3 separate regions of the Mus musculus genome follow, and all the other regions are linked to region 1. Evidence: chromatin contacts called from public ChIA-PET and HiChIP or PLAC-seq data. All regions are on one chromosome and are shown on one strand. Each heading gives the region's core, a stretch centred on a gene start, on an enhancer-like site or on the middle of the called end of the contact. The rest is flanking DNA. Distances are from core to core; before and after follow the strand shown. Region 1 has its middle 51 kb from the start of Gm36603. Region 2 has its middle 15 kb from the start of Gm36443. Region 3 has its middle 48 kb from the start of Gm36520.

Evidence for each region. ChIA-PET counts read pairs in DNA pulled down with a chosen protein or histone mark. HiChIP or PLAC-seq counts read pairs in DNA pulled down with a chosen protein or histone mark.
Region 2: a contact with region 1 is called in an RNA polymerase II ChIA-PET map of memory CD8 T cells, with 105 read pairs. The contact joins two enhancer-like sites. A contact is called at or near these places in 1 of 39 promoter capture datasets (the C10 cell line), 1 of 15 datasets of contacts at CTCF or cohesin (large pre-B cells), 3 of 484 Hi-C or Micro-C datasets (the C10 cell line, bone marrow-derived macrophages and pancreatic cancer cells) and 3 of 115 datasets of contacts at active chromatin or transcription factors (the 230-238 cell line, large pre-B cells and memory CD8 T cells).
Region 3: an H3K27ac HiChIP or PLAC-seq map of double positive thymocytes shows a contact between it and region 1, with 5 read pairs. The contact joins two enhancer-like sites. A contact is called at or near these places in 2 of 15 datasets of contacts at CTCF or cohesin (large pre-B cells and pro-B cells), 3 of 484 Hi-C or Micro-C datasets (the P5424 cell line, double positive thymocytes and embryonic stem cells), 4 of 115 datasets of contacts at active chromatin or transcription factors (double positive thymocytes, large pre-B cells, memory CD8 T cells and 1 more) and 1 of 9 other capture datasets (embryonic stem cells).

The regions. Positions count from the first base shown.
Region 1 is chr3:131,054,191-131,058,911 of GRCm38.p6, forward strand. No RefSeq gene overlaps it. Among named protein-coding and RNA genes, the nearest start is that of Gm36603, 51 kb to the right of the region's middle. Within about 2 kb of position 2,856, at least 55 of the 459 cell types and tissues checked have an H3K27ac peak or open chromatin away from gene starts, as enhancers often do. A contact at or near this core is called in the P5424 cell line, double positive thymocytes, memory CD8 T cells and 1 more, where this site is marked.
Region 2 is chr3:130,816,459-130,821,179 of GRCm38.p6, forward strand. No RefSeq gene overlaps it. Among named protein-coding and RNA genes, the nearest start is that of Gm36443, 15 kb to the left of the region's middle. Within about 2 kb of position 2,438, at least 91 of the 459 cell types and tissues checked have an H3K27ac peak or open chromatin away from gene starts, as enhancers often do. A contact at or near this core is called in memory CD8 T cells, where this site is marked.
Region 3 is chr3:130,897,791-130,902,511 of GRCm38.p6, forward strand. No RefSeq gene overlaps it. Among named protein-coding and RNA genes, the nearest start is that of Gm36520, 48 kb to the left of the region's middle. Within about 2 kb of position 2,816, at least 96 of the 459 cell types and tissues checked have an H3K27ac peak or open chromatin away from gene starts, as enhancers often do. A contact at or near this core is called in the P5424 cell line, double positive thymocytes, memory CD8 T cells and 1 more, where this site is marked.

The sequences.
Region 1 (4,721 bases), core at 1,606-4,105:
CTCCCTTGCCCCTCGCCAGCCTGCTCCCTAATATCACAGATGTCTTTAGTCCCTTGTCATCTGGATGTCTCCAAACATGCCCGTGTTCAGCACACAGCTAATCACTCTAACAACATGCCTCTCTGCCCCTTCATCGCCTTCCCCGTGACCACCCCCAGTTAGCTTGAGTCAACACAACAGGACCAGCAGATGAGACATAGGAATGGCAAAGCTCTGCGTCCTGGCCTCTGGAGACAGTCTGTGGCTTGTGTCTGTTTCTGCCACTTGGCAGCTGTGCGGGGTTGTGGTGACCTTGGAATCCATCCACGTGATAACAATAAGGACACACCTGCACCCCAGGCTCCTGAGGATAGCGATCAAGCAACTTAAGCATATAGCAGGGACCTGGCATACAGTCGGCAAGAATAAACAATAATTAGCATTATTTTTCTTATTTCTAGCTCAGGACAGCTAAGCCTTTCTGGAGAAAATTGCATATTCATGCTGCTGGGCCCCATTATAAATGTATGAGCTCCGTCCTCAGCTGGGCCCGCAAGTGTTTCTCATCTATCCCATTTCCGTTCTCCATACCAGCTGTTTCAAACCCTTAACCACTTTCCTCAAGGGTCCTGCCAGCTCAGTGACTCCCTGGTTCTCTCAGCAGGTGGCTTAATCTTCTCTTTCACTGAAATAACAGGTGCCAGGGAGGAAGACAGACATCCACGCCTGCCCTGAGTCCTCCAATCAGCTCCGTCTTTGAGCCTCTTCTGTCCCACTTCACTTTTGCTTAAAAATTAATTAATTAATTTAATTAAATTTTAAAAGAAATTTCCCGGTCACTAGACCACTACAAAATTATCTACAAATATTCATGGCATGCCTAACTATAGGACAGGCCTGTGTGTGGTGTAAAACCACCTGCTAACTAGAAGCACTCTGAAGGAGAAGTCAGATCTGCAAACAAACCAGAATCCAGCCCTAGGATTCAAGTCTCAGCTTGGGATTAGTGAGGCCAGCAAAGGTTAACCAAGGTGGTGGTCTCCTGTAAGGGACCACACTTGGGCCAAAAGCTGAAGAAACAAGAATGGCCAAGTTGGGGGAGAGAATGAAGCATGAAAGGAAAGAACGTGGGATGTAGAAAGATTACAGGGATGCTGGAGAGCCAGTGATGAGCCTCCACTGGACCACAGATTGAAGACATCTATCATTGAGATAGAACCACTGGGCTAGACGCTCAGCTTCAGACACCAAGAGTAGCTAAGAACGGGGAAGCCAGCCAGACCTGCAGGTGTGCTCCCACCCAAAACATCTAGGATGATCCAGAACATCTCCAGCCAGGAAATACACAGCTCTTATGGTGAAATACTGGCCAAAATTGGCTAGGGAAGGAAAGAGTTTATTTCGGCTCACATGTCCGTGTCACAGCCTGTCACTGATGTACTGATGGGTTGTTTGAAGGAAAAGTCAACAATTGGTCTCTCTTCTGGCCAGTGATGTTCTTGCTACTACTGGCTTGGTTGTCCTTAGGCCTCCTGCCTTGTCTTTTCAATTTGCACATTGCTTTCTTAGCTTTTAGCTTGTGTCTGTATTTTACATTTATTTTAACATTTGTGTGTGTGTGTGTGTGTGTGCGCACATATGCGTGTGTGTTCACACATGTGCACGTGTGTGCTTTTGAATATCGGAGGACGATTTGCAGATATCAATTCTTTCCTGCCATTTAGGTCCCAAGAGTTAAACTCAAGCCATCAGACATGGCAGTGCCTTTACCCAACGACTCATTCCACCACCACCCCCAGCCCGTTATCAGTTTTTGTCAGTTTTTACTTTAACAAATATAACTGGATTTTATATTTCCATCCAAAACGACTCAGAATCTGGATAATACTTTCACACAGCCATCTAGATGATATCCTCAGCCAAGCTTTAACTTCTCTCCTTCCTCTCTGGACTCACTGACCTAAATACATCTGTGGTGTATAAACTGTTGTGTGTTGTCATGTGGCTCCTGCTCTAAATATCTGCATTGGGCTTTAGAACTGTTCGTCAGATAGGGTAAGCGTGATAGTCACCATTATGTTCTGTATTTTTTGGTTTCCTTCTTGAATCTTTTATTCTGATTTATTTTTCATTTGGCTCCAGTACTTCCTTCAGTAATGTTTTAAAAGGAAGAAATCTATAGGCAGCCTGGTCTCTGTGTCCACCCCGGCATATTAATCTGGTTGTAAAGGGGATTCAGAGCCGCCATTCTTTTTTCCTTAAAATCTATCGTTTCTTAATGACCTTTGCTGTGGAGGAAAAAAAGGAAGGCAGATTTTAATCTGATAATCTTTTTCAGTAAGAAGTAACCTCATTTTTCTAACCCGAGTCTTAGATTATGAACTTTTACAATAACCTGAAGTAAAAATATTTGCTCTAGATCAGTGTTTCCAACCTTCCTAATGCTGTGACCCTTTAATATATATAGTTCCTCGTGCCATGGTGACCATGAGACCATAAAATAATTTCTGTTGCTACTTCATAACTGAAAATTTGCTACTGTTATAAACCATAATGAAAATATTCGTAAATATGCAGTATGTCTGATATGTGACCCCCCTCACCACTGCTCTAAAAGAAACATTAATTTCTATAACAATGATTTAATTGTCTCAGAAAATGTTTTAAGATGATGTATTATACTAGATGAATAGTGACTGACTTCTACCAAGCATGTAATATGTTCATCATTTTTCCTCACTGTGACAAAATTCCCAAAAGGCACAACTTAAAGCAGGAAAGACTTGGGATCAGTGGCTAGGGGCTCAGCCTGAGGCCTCTTGCATCTGTTGTTTCTGCGCTGTGGAGAGCTAGACGGATATGACAGAGACACTGTTGAGGGCATGTGGCATGTGGCAGGGCACAACACCCTCTTCAAAGGTAACTTACCATCAACTCACTCCTTCCAACTATGTCCCATCTCCTAACTGTCCACCCTCCCCCAATGCCATCAAGTGACAACTCCCACTGATGTTAGCCCATGGGAGGCCAGAGCCCTCATGACCCAATCACTTCTACAAAGCTTTTAACACAGGGGACATGTCAGATTCAGCTCAGGACAAATCCAGCTAGTGGGTTTTGTTTGCTTGGATTTGGTTGTTTGGTTGATTGGTTGGTTGGTTTTGTTTTTTGTTTTTTAAAAGTAACAAAGCAGTAAATGTCCTTGTGGGAGTAGGTGTGGCCTTATTGGAGGAAGTGTGTCACTGTGGGTGAGCTTTGAGGTTTCAGATGCTTGCCTGAGCCAGACCCAATGACCCGATCCTTCCTGCTGCCTGCTATTCGGATGTAGAACTGTCAGCTAACTCTCCAGCACCAGGTCTGTGTGTGTGTCACCAAGCTTCCTGCCATGACCATAATGGACTACACCTCCGAACTGTCAAACAGCCCCAATTGAAGGTTTTCCTTTATCAGCATTGCTGTGGTGGTGGAGTCTCTTCACAGCCATAGAAACCCTAACTGAGTCACAATGCATGCAATCAACACAGGAAGATGTGCTAGGAACATTTATATATATATATATACTATTTTCTTCAGAGCTTACCAAAACCCTGAAAAGTTACACTACCACTTTTAGAAGTGAGAATTCTTCCCAGGGGATCCAACATTCACTTAAGAATCCACCATGAGTGAGTAAGAGGTAGGACGAGAGTTTGAGCCCAAGATGAACCGTCAGCTCCATCGCACATTCTCTCCATGGTCATGTTTGTGACATGTCTACATCTTCAAAGCGCTAGGCCCAGAGCCATGAGGGACATGAGAGACATAGGTGAATGTTACCAAGCCCCCACTCTGAAGTTGTGATCCAGGCAGCACCTATTTTACGGACTTATTTTTGGAAAGAGAAAAGTCAGCAGTTTTCTTCTTGTTTGTAACATTTAATTAGGCCAAGAATCCGTGAATCAGAAGAAAAATGTCCTAATCCAGGTGCATTTTCTACATTAGCATTTAGGGCAAATTGCCCAGAAATCCAATACTAATTTACCCCCAAGATCTCAGCCCAGAATTACTGTTGGAATTTTGGCAAGTAGACTTCCCTGAGGGGAACAGTCAAATTAAGGAGTCTTCTTGAAGAAAAGGTGTTAATGTCTTGGGCAACAGTTCAAAGCCTGGTGTTCAAAGGTGGGGAAGGGTCCCCACCCAGGCAGTACTCAGTGGCAAGTGAGGTGAGCTTGCCTGTCTCCCTCCCCCTAAGCTGCTTACAGGTGGGTTTAGTGGTGGGGTTCATTGCACAGTGGTAAGGTAGCAACCTTCACTTTGCACTCAAAGTTACAGAGGACTGTAGTTTAACTAGACTTCAAAACCATTGTAGCAGACTTGAGAAGCAAACCTTGGAGAGTCAAACTTGACTTCTCTGCTAGGTTCAATGCCAACATGGACTGGGAAGCTTAGAGAAGAACTTCTACATCTCTTTCATTCTTACTCCAGTAACCAAAGCCATGAGTTCTGCAACTGGGAGTTGCCGCAGGTCAACCAGGGCAAGAATCATGACAGGAGATGCCCTTATAAGCAATCTTTTTTTTTTTTTAGTTAAAACTTAAATATATATATATATATGTGTGTGTGTGTGTGTGTGTGTGTGTGTGTGTGTGTGAAATGGAGCAATAGCTCTGCAGTTAAGAGCATTCTCTGCTTTTCCAGAGGACCAGGGTTTGATTCCCAGAACTCACACGGTAGCTCACAACCAACTGTAACTCCAGTCCCAG
Region 2 (4,721 bases), core at 1,188-3,687, 240 kb before region 1:
ACAAAGAGAAATAAATGAAGTAATTTTAAGAGAAACTTTAAAAAAAATCCTAAAAGCACTTTAAGCTTTGGCACACCAGGAAGGTGGCCATCTCCACATACATCAGCTGAAATAACATTTCCTGCCATGTTTTTCAGAGGTTGGAGTAATTATTGCATAAGTCTCTAAACCTTCCGTTCTGTGGCACCGAGGCTGGTTTAGAGTGAAGATGGCTCTCTTTAGTGAAGCGAGAGCTTCTTATGTTGGCTTCCCTCTCTTTTTGTCTCCCACGATCCCCCCCCCAGGTAAGGGCAAGTGTCGGTGTGTGAGTGTGAGTGCCTTCTCATGGCTTGCAAGCCTGGCGATGTCTCTCAATCACTGAGCTTTCTAATGCATCCTATTTTTGTATTTGTCTTAGTGTTGCTGCCAATGCTTGATGAAAAATAATTCATAAGAAAAGCAAAACAGCAGAAACCAACGGACACCATAATAAACCCGCTGCATTTAGCTTGTCCGTGGCCCCTCGGGTAGTCCTATGACTTGGTCATTACTTAACTGTATTACAAGGAAACTGTTACCAAGGCCACCCAGTTAAGTGTCCCAAATTTTTACTCCTTTTTTTGCTGCACTCCTTTTTTTTTTTTTTTTTTTTTTTTTTTTTTTTTTTTTTTGCTGAGGATACCAAAACCACCTTCAAGATGATAACGCCTGGGTCCTCCCACATTGTCTTGTTCCTTCAGAAGACAGAGGTCACTCCCACTGACAGTTCACATTTCCATCCATAGAACGTGTCTATTCTCCTTTCCAGCCAAACCATGTGCTTTAATGCTGAACAAAAGCTAAAGGAGGCTTCCACAGACTTTAATGGGTCCATGATCCCAGTGTTGGGGAGGCTGAGGCAGCGGGATTATGAATTCAAGCTCAGACTGAGCTACAAAATAAAACAAAACAACAACAGAAACAAACAACCCCCCCCCAAAGAATATACAAGGGGAAGGTAGAAAATTATTGAAAACTTGGTGTTAATAAATATTAATAAAAACATACTATTGACTTGGACTTTTTGATGTTTCTACTATTTATTAGCTTGAAAAAAATGATTCTTAAATATTTAGCTTCTCACCTGATTGTGTTATTTTATGTCCTGTTTCAATTCTTTGTTTATTGTTTGCTTTTGAGACACAGTCTTGTCTTGTAGCTATGCTGGCCTTGGACTTGGTTCTTCCTTCCTGTGCCACGCATATAAGCATACGGCACCATATCTGATGCACACAGCATCATATCTGATGCATACAGCAACATATCTGATGCATACAGCATCATATCTGATGTTGTGTCTTGCTTTGACTGGAGGGCTCATGAGTGACGCACACCAGACTCCACAGGCTGGGAGCCAACCCTGGGAAGTAGGGTCACAGTCAGTCATGACCATGGTGTATTGATGGTGTATTTGACCCAGGATCTAGGCTGAAAGCAGCCATGTAGAAGTACTGTTAACTCTCAGGAGCCTCTTGCCATCCTAGAACTGGATTAGAATGTTCTGGATAATGAAGAAGCTAGCTCGCTTCTCAGCTCCTATCAGCTGTCGTTCTGTGGGTAAGTTTAAAGGTAGACTGTCCAGTTAGCATTTATCTATACTTGGTAAAAGGTAGCTACTTGTATATTATAAATTAGTCATGAAGTTAAACTGTCATCACGGTGTTGTAAGAGCAGGCCACATGGTGCCTGCTTGGGTTGTTGTACCAGTAGAGCTGAGCCTTCACTATTCCTTATTTTTTGTGGGTGCCAATAGTTTCTCATGGCACAGTTGAGCCTGATGACTTTGTTTAGAAATTAAAAAAAAAATTCATAGTTAACTCCAGAGATATATGAGTCTCATTTTCTTCAGTATTTTTTTAAATTAAAATTTTTAAAAATTAGAATGAAATGATCTTTAAAAATAATGTGTGTGTGTGTGTGAGAGAGAGAGAGAGAGACAGAGAGAGAGAGAGAGAGAGAGAGAGAGAGAGACAGAGAGAGAGTGTGTGTGTGAATGGAGGTCAGAGGACAACTTGTGGAAGTCAGTTCTCTCCGTCCATCATGTGGATTCTAGAGATTGAACTACAGTTGTCAGGGCTGGCAGCAAGCATCTAATTAGGCATATCCCCTGTGAGCATTTCCTAGCGCTGCTTGCTTTGATAATATTAAAACCATCTGCCTTCATTGCCTACAGGTCCGGGGATTAAGGGGTAAGATATCCCAGTACAGAGACAAAGGAAGGATTTATTAAATAGTAAGGTGAGATATTTGTTGTGTATAATTCAAAATATACGTGTGTGTGTGCAGTACACACAAGGTGAAGAGCGCCAGGATGGAGGAAAACAGCCTTTGGATTTTACGAAGTCCTCTGGGAGCTCTCGTTCCAAAAGTCGAACTAGCAGCCGCCACTAGATGGTGCTAAGCAGCAGGGAGGCGCGGCTTGGCGCCTTTCGGCTCCCCTCCCCCACCGCGGAACCTGCATCGCTTGCTTGATTCCTTGCTCTGTGTGCTTGATGCTCTGAGAACGATTGTCCAGGAATGTCTAATAATAACAAAAGCCCGTTTAAACATTAGACAAACACGAGCCTAGGTGGGTAAACATCGTCAGTGGCCCTCTCCTTTGTCTGTCAGTAAAAGGAGTGAGGCTCAGTAGCCTAAAATGTAAACTGGTGGGTGAGTTTCCGAGTACTCAGTTCAGTACTAAGGAACTCTTTGAAATACGCGGATTGTCTGTTCCAGGTGAAGAGGGTGGGGGTTGGGGGCGAAGCGGTCTTGAAGGGGAGAAATTTGAATTACCTTTGGCAGCATGGCGCACGCCCGTGGGTTAGAGTTGGAGGCTGTTGGATTTGAACTTGGGAATTTATAAGAGTCGGAAACTGGAGTTGTCTGTGCAGAGCTCATAGATTGCTACTCCTAACAACAGGTGGCACCTGTGACACGAGACAAGTCTTTGCCTTTTCTTTCTGCTTAAGACCTTTTGGACTCTTTAACACAGGGTGCCTGCTCTTGCCTGAACTATCTAAATGCATCCTGTCAAACCAGGAGTCTGCTCTTCATTGCTGTTCTAGATTTCAGGCCAGGCAAAAACATGGCGTGGCGGGGTGGAGGAGGGGAGCGAAGGAAACCTTTAGGAGCAAAGTCAACTTTGTATCCACTTCCTCACTGGGGGGGAAAAAAGCATGAAGCGTTTGATTAATGTAGATACATAGATGTTCATTTAGACACAACCTGTGGGTGGGTGGGGGTGGAATCCACTAAGGTGTTTACAAATTTTAACTTCAAACTGAAGAGATTACTGTAGATGCTACTGCCAAACCAACCAGAGCAGAATTTCTTGAGATTATGTATCTATGACCCCCCCCCTTTTTTTTTCCTGCGTAGAATTAGGCTGGCGGGACACTTCCTATTGATGCCTACAGGGGACAAACTGTACTGCAGCAGTTTGCAATGGAAGATTGTTTATGTGCCATGCGATCTGAGAGGCGCGATTGTGAATGGGGGAAGCAAAGGGAATTGGAGTGTATAAATTGCCAGAAATCAGGGTAAATCATTCGGAGGAAGTGCTCAAAAACAAGACGAAAAACCCAGAGGGGTCTTCAGGAAAAGGAGACCACGGTCAGGAGCAGCAGAGACACGCATGCGTGGATGTGTTTGTTTGTTTTTTGTTTTTTCTATTTCTAGGCAACTGTAGAGGGAAGGTGAGCTGTGTTTCTGGGGGGAGGGCCAGGAGAGTGGGAACAGACTGGGGGCGAGGGGAGAGGAGGGACACGCCAAACTTAACGTCTGTAGTAAAAGTCAGAGAATTGTTCTGGTTCGTTTTCACACAGGGCCATGCTGAGTGAGCACCCAGGAGGCATCAGAGCTGGAGTCCAGTGATGCTGGGTAGAGGCACCCGGGCTGTAGGCCCGGCTCAGGAAAGGCTCATCGTGGTCACAGACTATGTTTGGGTACTGGGCTCTCTCTGTGAAACAGAAAGCTAGACTGTGCTCTCAGGAGTAGCTCTGGGCTGCTGGAGTGCTCACAATGGTGGGGTCGGTTTGGTGAAGAAATGGTTTGAACAGAGAAGCTCTGGAAAACTTCAGTCAAGTACGTATTTCTTCATAAGAGTTAGTCTAAACCTTAGCAATCTACAAGAATACTCTAGTCTTTCTAGGTCGGGAATCCAATGGTGACAAATTTCCTAGAATGGTCCCCGTCCAAGGAGTTTCTTTAGATTCCTGGTAAATTTCCTGCTGGTTGTTGGCAGAAGGACACAGTTCCCCACAGCTGGGCCTATTTATAGGGCTACTCAAGTGTTTTCAATATGGCTGGCTTCTCCCAGGAAGAAATTTGAAAATCCCTTTAAAGCCATTGTTAGTGGGTTTAGTGGGGGCATTTCCACTTCTTGGCTGTTCAGGATGCTAAAGCTGGAGAGTCATTTCAGTTAGGGATTTGCGGCCAGCCTGGGCAATATGATGATATTCCTGTGTCCAGTAAGCAAATGAGAAAAAAAAAAAAAAACCTGAAAACCACCTCAGAGAAATTGGACATCAAGGTACTGGCTAGACAGAAACCTCTAAGACAGCTGCAGCAGGGGTGTGTCCAATAGTGTTTCTGCAGTGCAATCACCCAATGATGTTGTCACCACTGAAAAATTAAGTAACAGATGTCCTTGCAAGAGTCTTGGAGGCTGGAGGCTGGGAATCAATAGCTGGCTTTTCACAACAGTGGTCCTCAACCTGTGG
Region 3 (4,721 bases), core at 1,566-4,065, 160 kb before region 1:
ATTGTTATGTAGAGGAACAGAAGAGTGGCAAGCGTTGCCTTGGAACTTCGGATGCTGCTGGTTCTTCTGGATAAGGAAACTGCGTACAAGTCCACTTTGAATGTGCTGCACTAGAAGACCCGTACTTTGGGATTCGTCGTCCATAGTGCTACAGACTCTGCCTCGCCTGGCTTCCTCTCCATGACAGACCGGGCTTTACCTCGTGTAGTTAACCTTGCTCTAGGACGTTCACACTGAGCCTCGTTAACAAGCACAATCTGCCATGGGCACCACTGTTTAAGAAGATAATAGATCAAGAACAAATGTTCCCACAGTCAGCCAAGGGACAGCTCCAGGATCCAAGCTCACTGTTAAAACAACATTTACGGTGGTGGAACGGGGCCTTTAACCCCAGCACTTTGGAGGCAGAGACAAGATTATTTCTGAGTTCGAGGCCAGCCTGGTTTACAGAGTGAGTTCCAGGACAGCCAGGGCTACATGGAGAAACCCTGTTTGGAAAAACCAAACCAGAACATACAAAGAAAAATCCCCAAGCAGACAAAAATAAAAACTTCCACTCACGGAGTATTGATGGTGTAACACAGCCTAGGAGACATTGAACCTGAGAATGTTTTTTTGTTTGTTTTCTATGATTTTTTTTTTTTAATGAGAGGTAACTTTGCAGAGGCCCTTCATTAGAAAAGGTCAAGAAAGCAGATAGATTTTACACAGCCTCAAGCAAGAACATCCCGCAGCAAGAACAGAGCATTTTCATGAAGAAATTTAAGGTTATGTCTGGTTAATTTAGTGAGTTCTTCTCTTTAAAAAATGAAAAATAAATAAATAAATAAATAGATAGATAGATAAATAAATAAATAAGGGGCTTAAAGTTTTGTGGTAGCAATGCCCAAAGGGATGGGTTCAGTCTCCAGTACCACATGAAAATTAAAACTTAAAACAAAGACATCAATACAGTCCACGTCGTACATCAGAAGCACATGGCTAAAGTGGTAACAGTTGACCCTGTCCTGCTAAATCACATTTGTGAAAGACTCTTGTGCATATGGGGTCGCTGCTTCATATGGCCAACTCTCCTTACTAACATTACCGCTCAAGGACTCTTTGTAGGGATGTGCTTCTGTCTCTCTGTCTCTGTCTCTGTCTCTGTCTCTGTCTCTCTCTCTCTCTCTCTCTCTCTCTCTCTCTCTCACACACACACACACACACACACACACACCACCCCCAGATGCTCCATAAGAACTGCTTTTGCGTAGGGTAGGTGGAATGAGAAAATATGGGGACTTTGTGGGTTTCTTCTGAGGGCCCCCTGTGGGAGTCACCTGTGGGTTTCTCCTGTGGGGATCCCTTCTGAAGCCCTCCTGGGTGGAGTTCTTTTTAGGGTCCCCTATGAGGGTTCCCTGTGTGGATCTCTTGTTAGGGTCCCCTGTGGAGGTCCCCTGTTTGGCTCTCCTGTGAGGGTCCCTTGTATGTGGGGGTCCCCTTTGTGGATCAACTGTGAGCCCCTGTGAGGGTTCCGTGTAAGGATATCCTGTCAGGGTCTGCTGTGTAGATCTCCTGTGAGGGTCTGCTTTGTGGATCCCTTGTGAGGGTCCCCTGGGAGTGTCTCCTGTGTATATCCTGTGAGGGTGTTCTGTGAGAATCCACTGGGAGGGTCTCTTGTGTATATCCTGTGAGGGTGTTCTGTGAGAATCCACTGGGAGGGTCCTATATGAGGAGCTTCTCTGGAGTTGAGGTGGAAATGTTTGCTTGGCTCCGGCAGAACCTGGCTGGTAGCAGTGGGAGATATTTCATAATATGATGGTGATGCCACCTCGTTCTTTTCATCTTCAAAGTACCTTACAAACAGTAATTAATTCCTATAATACTCATGAGGTAAGTAAGTAAACACCATTATCCCATTTTATAGATAGAGAAACTGAGGTGAAGTAGCCAAGAAAATGGCCCAAGGCCAGAAAGAGACAATCTTAGAGAAAGATCAGAGGGAGACACTCCTGCTGTCTGCTACCCCCCTTTGGCTCACACCACCTGAGACTCTATCAGGACAAAGTCGCCACAGAGCTGTAGGTAGCCAGAGACCCAGGAAGGGCAGGGTCTCCCAGCAGCTCCACTTGGGTCTCCCTGCCCTGAGAAATAAATGCTGCTATTCACCCAGTGGGCAGCGTGTGGTCATTCACTTCAAGATCCCTTGCAAAATAACAACAAAAAACCCATTGAGGCTCCTTTCTCCTCGGACCACGTATTTCCTGAGCCTTTCCTTGAAATCAAGGGATGCATCGCGCATCCACGCCCTCAGGAAGCAAGAGAACCCTACCCGCCCTTCAGTTCTTGGGAAGTTATTCAGAAGTGAGACCGCAGAGCAGGCCACAATGCCGGCCTTTCTCCTCCGGGTCCCTGGCCCAGCTTCCTCACTAGACAGCTAATAGCCATCTGGCTGCACCGCACTGATCGGCTGCTTCCTCTTCGTGGGCCTCCCGACTCCCCGCGCTCGGGGTGGACGCATCTCAAGTAGCTCGCAATTAGGCTGAAACGTTATATTAATGCTGACAGAGGCCGCAGAGAGGAAACATGAGTTGAAATGAAACAAAAATGGCTAGCTGAGGGAAGGAACCCAGTCCCTGGGAAGTGAAAGCCACTAACCAAAGGTTCCACACTACTCCAGACCTGAATTTCACCCAGACTGCCCAGACAGACAGCAGTCTGAGACGCTTCGTGGACCACAGTTCGCGACGCTTCGTGGACACAGTCTGCGATGCTTCATGCGCCTAATCACGAGCCTTCATCACACTCGGCTCAAAACACTGCCACTTACCCACACTGCACTGCCTCTCTCCTTCCTTTAACAGCCCAAAGCTATCTGCTGCCACCCACTTCACACTACTATCAAGTCTTGAAGCTTATGCGTTATCTAGATTCCCCTGGTATCAGGACTTGGCTCCTACTAAAAACTGAAGGCCTTTGAAGTGCTGGGGCCAAACTGTGCCTGTAGTATGTCAAGTCAGTCACTGTGTTTTCTTGAAACCTTTGTTCCACACCGGCCTCTGTTTGGCTGCATGTTCCCGGCAGAGCTACAGGAAAAAAAAAGTAGAACTTGCCCTCTGCAGTCTCTTTGATTCTCCTGTGAGACCACTTGGGGACATCCAGACAGTCTTTTGGGACAGTCTTGACCCAGAGCACTGAAGAGAGGCACCAGGAAGCAGTATGGTGGATAGGCAGACTATCAGCCTCAACCTGGCCCCAGTGGGCCTTGCCCACAAAGGCCCTTGTCTCCTGGGTCTTGAGGCAGCTAATTGGTGATGGCCGCCATGACAATACATCTGTCTCAGGCCCTTCTTGAGTACTGAGGAGATAACCGAGTCCACTGGAGCACAGGTGCGCATGGTTTACGGTGGCCTTCCAATGAGTATGCTCTTCCTCTAGCTTCAGCCTGGATGGAGGAAGACGCCCCTCAAACTGGAAAGACCCCCATATGGAATCAATCTAGCATCAGAAGAACCGTCACCATCCCATGCCAGCGCAAAATCAGAACAAGAAAGAAATGGGTTCCCGGGCGGGTAAATTCTCCCCTCCCCCGCATCGGAACCAGGAGAGGTGAAACCTTGGGCAGATTCCTCCTAAACAAAGCCCGCTTCCCTCCTGCTCAGAGTTCCATCAGAAGCCCCAAGGCTGGGTGTGGGCCAAGTTCAGGCATCATACAAGTCTGTTCTCTGCACAGTGACACATTCCAGGTGAACGCCGGGGAGAAGGGCTGAGCAGAGAGGCAAAACTTCTCACCACATGAAAGAGACTGTTCCGGCTTGCTGCCAGAGCGCGCAGGCTGCACAGTGACACTGCGCACCGTGCTCCAGATTCGAAAGTTCATAAATAGATCCACAGTGTTGATACTTCAGGGCCATGGTGGGTGGGAGTTGGATTTCTGTTCCTCCAACTCTGTAATTAATTTATCTAGCAACGAGGATACAGTGATGCCAGGAAGAAAGAAAATAAAAAAGCCCCTGGAGGGGCTGTCTGTGTCTTTGCAGAATGACTGGGGACTCCTGGGTTAGAGCTGCAGTTTAGACGTGAGTGAACTTTTTAAAAGTCTGTGTGAGTGTGTGGAGTCAACGGCTATGTATCAAAGGGGTCCGTGTGATGTGTGTGTCTCTTTAAACACTTACGTAATAGTCTGTCTGTACTGTGTGAAAGGACATGGCATGCACATATGTGTGATGGGACAGTATCAGGTCACACATTGTGGTATTGTGGTAGGCAGGTGCTATGATTTGCATAAAGTATATATGTTTGTGCTACATAAGCCTTGTATGGAAAGATGAGAGAATATATGTCCATGTGTTGTACTATATGTATATGTATACACACATGTATGTGTTGTGTGAACATGTATAGTGCAAGGATGTGAAATGTGAGAGGAATACCGTAAAGGCACAATTCACATATGTATCATGTGTTCATATGTGACTAAGAGTGTGAGCCATTGTATGCATAAAGCATATATGGATTGTGTGTGTGGTCTAATATTGTTGTGTATGAAGCATGTTTACATAGGTGTGTGTATATGATCTGAAGGTACAAGGTGCTGGGTGTTGTTTATAGTATGCACGAGGGTGGTGTGTCTTATCTATGGTGTGTATAAGTATGTGTGGTGTGTTATGACGGTCACGTGTGAGTGTAGTATGTTCACAGGCCAAGAAGCATGCTTGGACGCCAGGCACCTGTGCAGACAG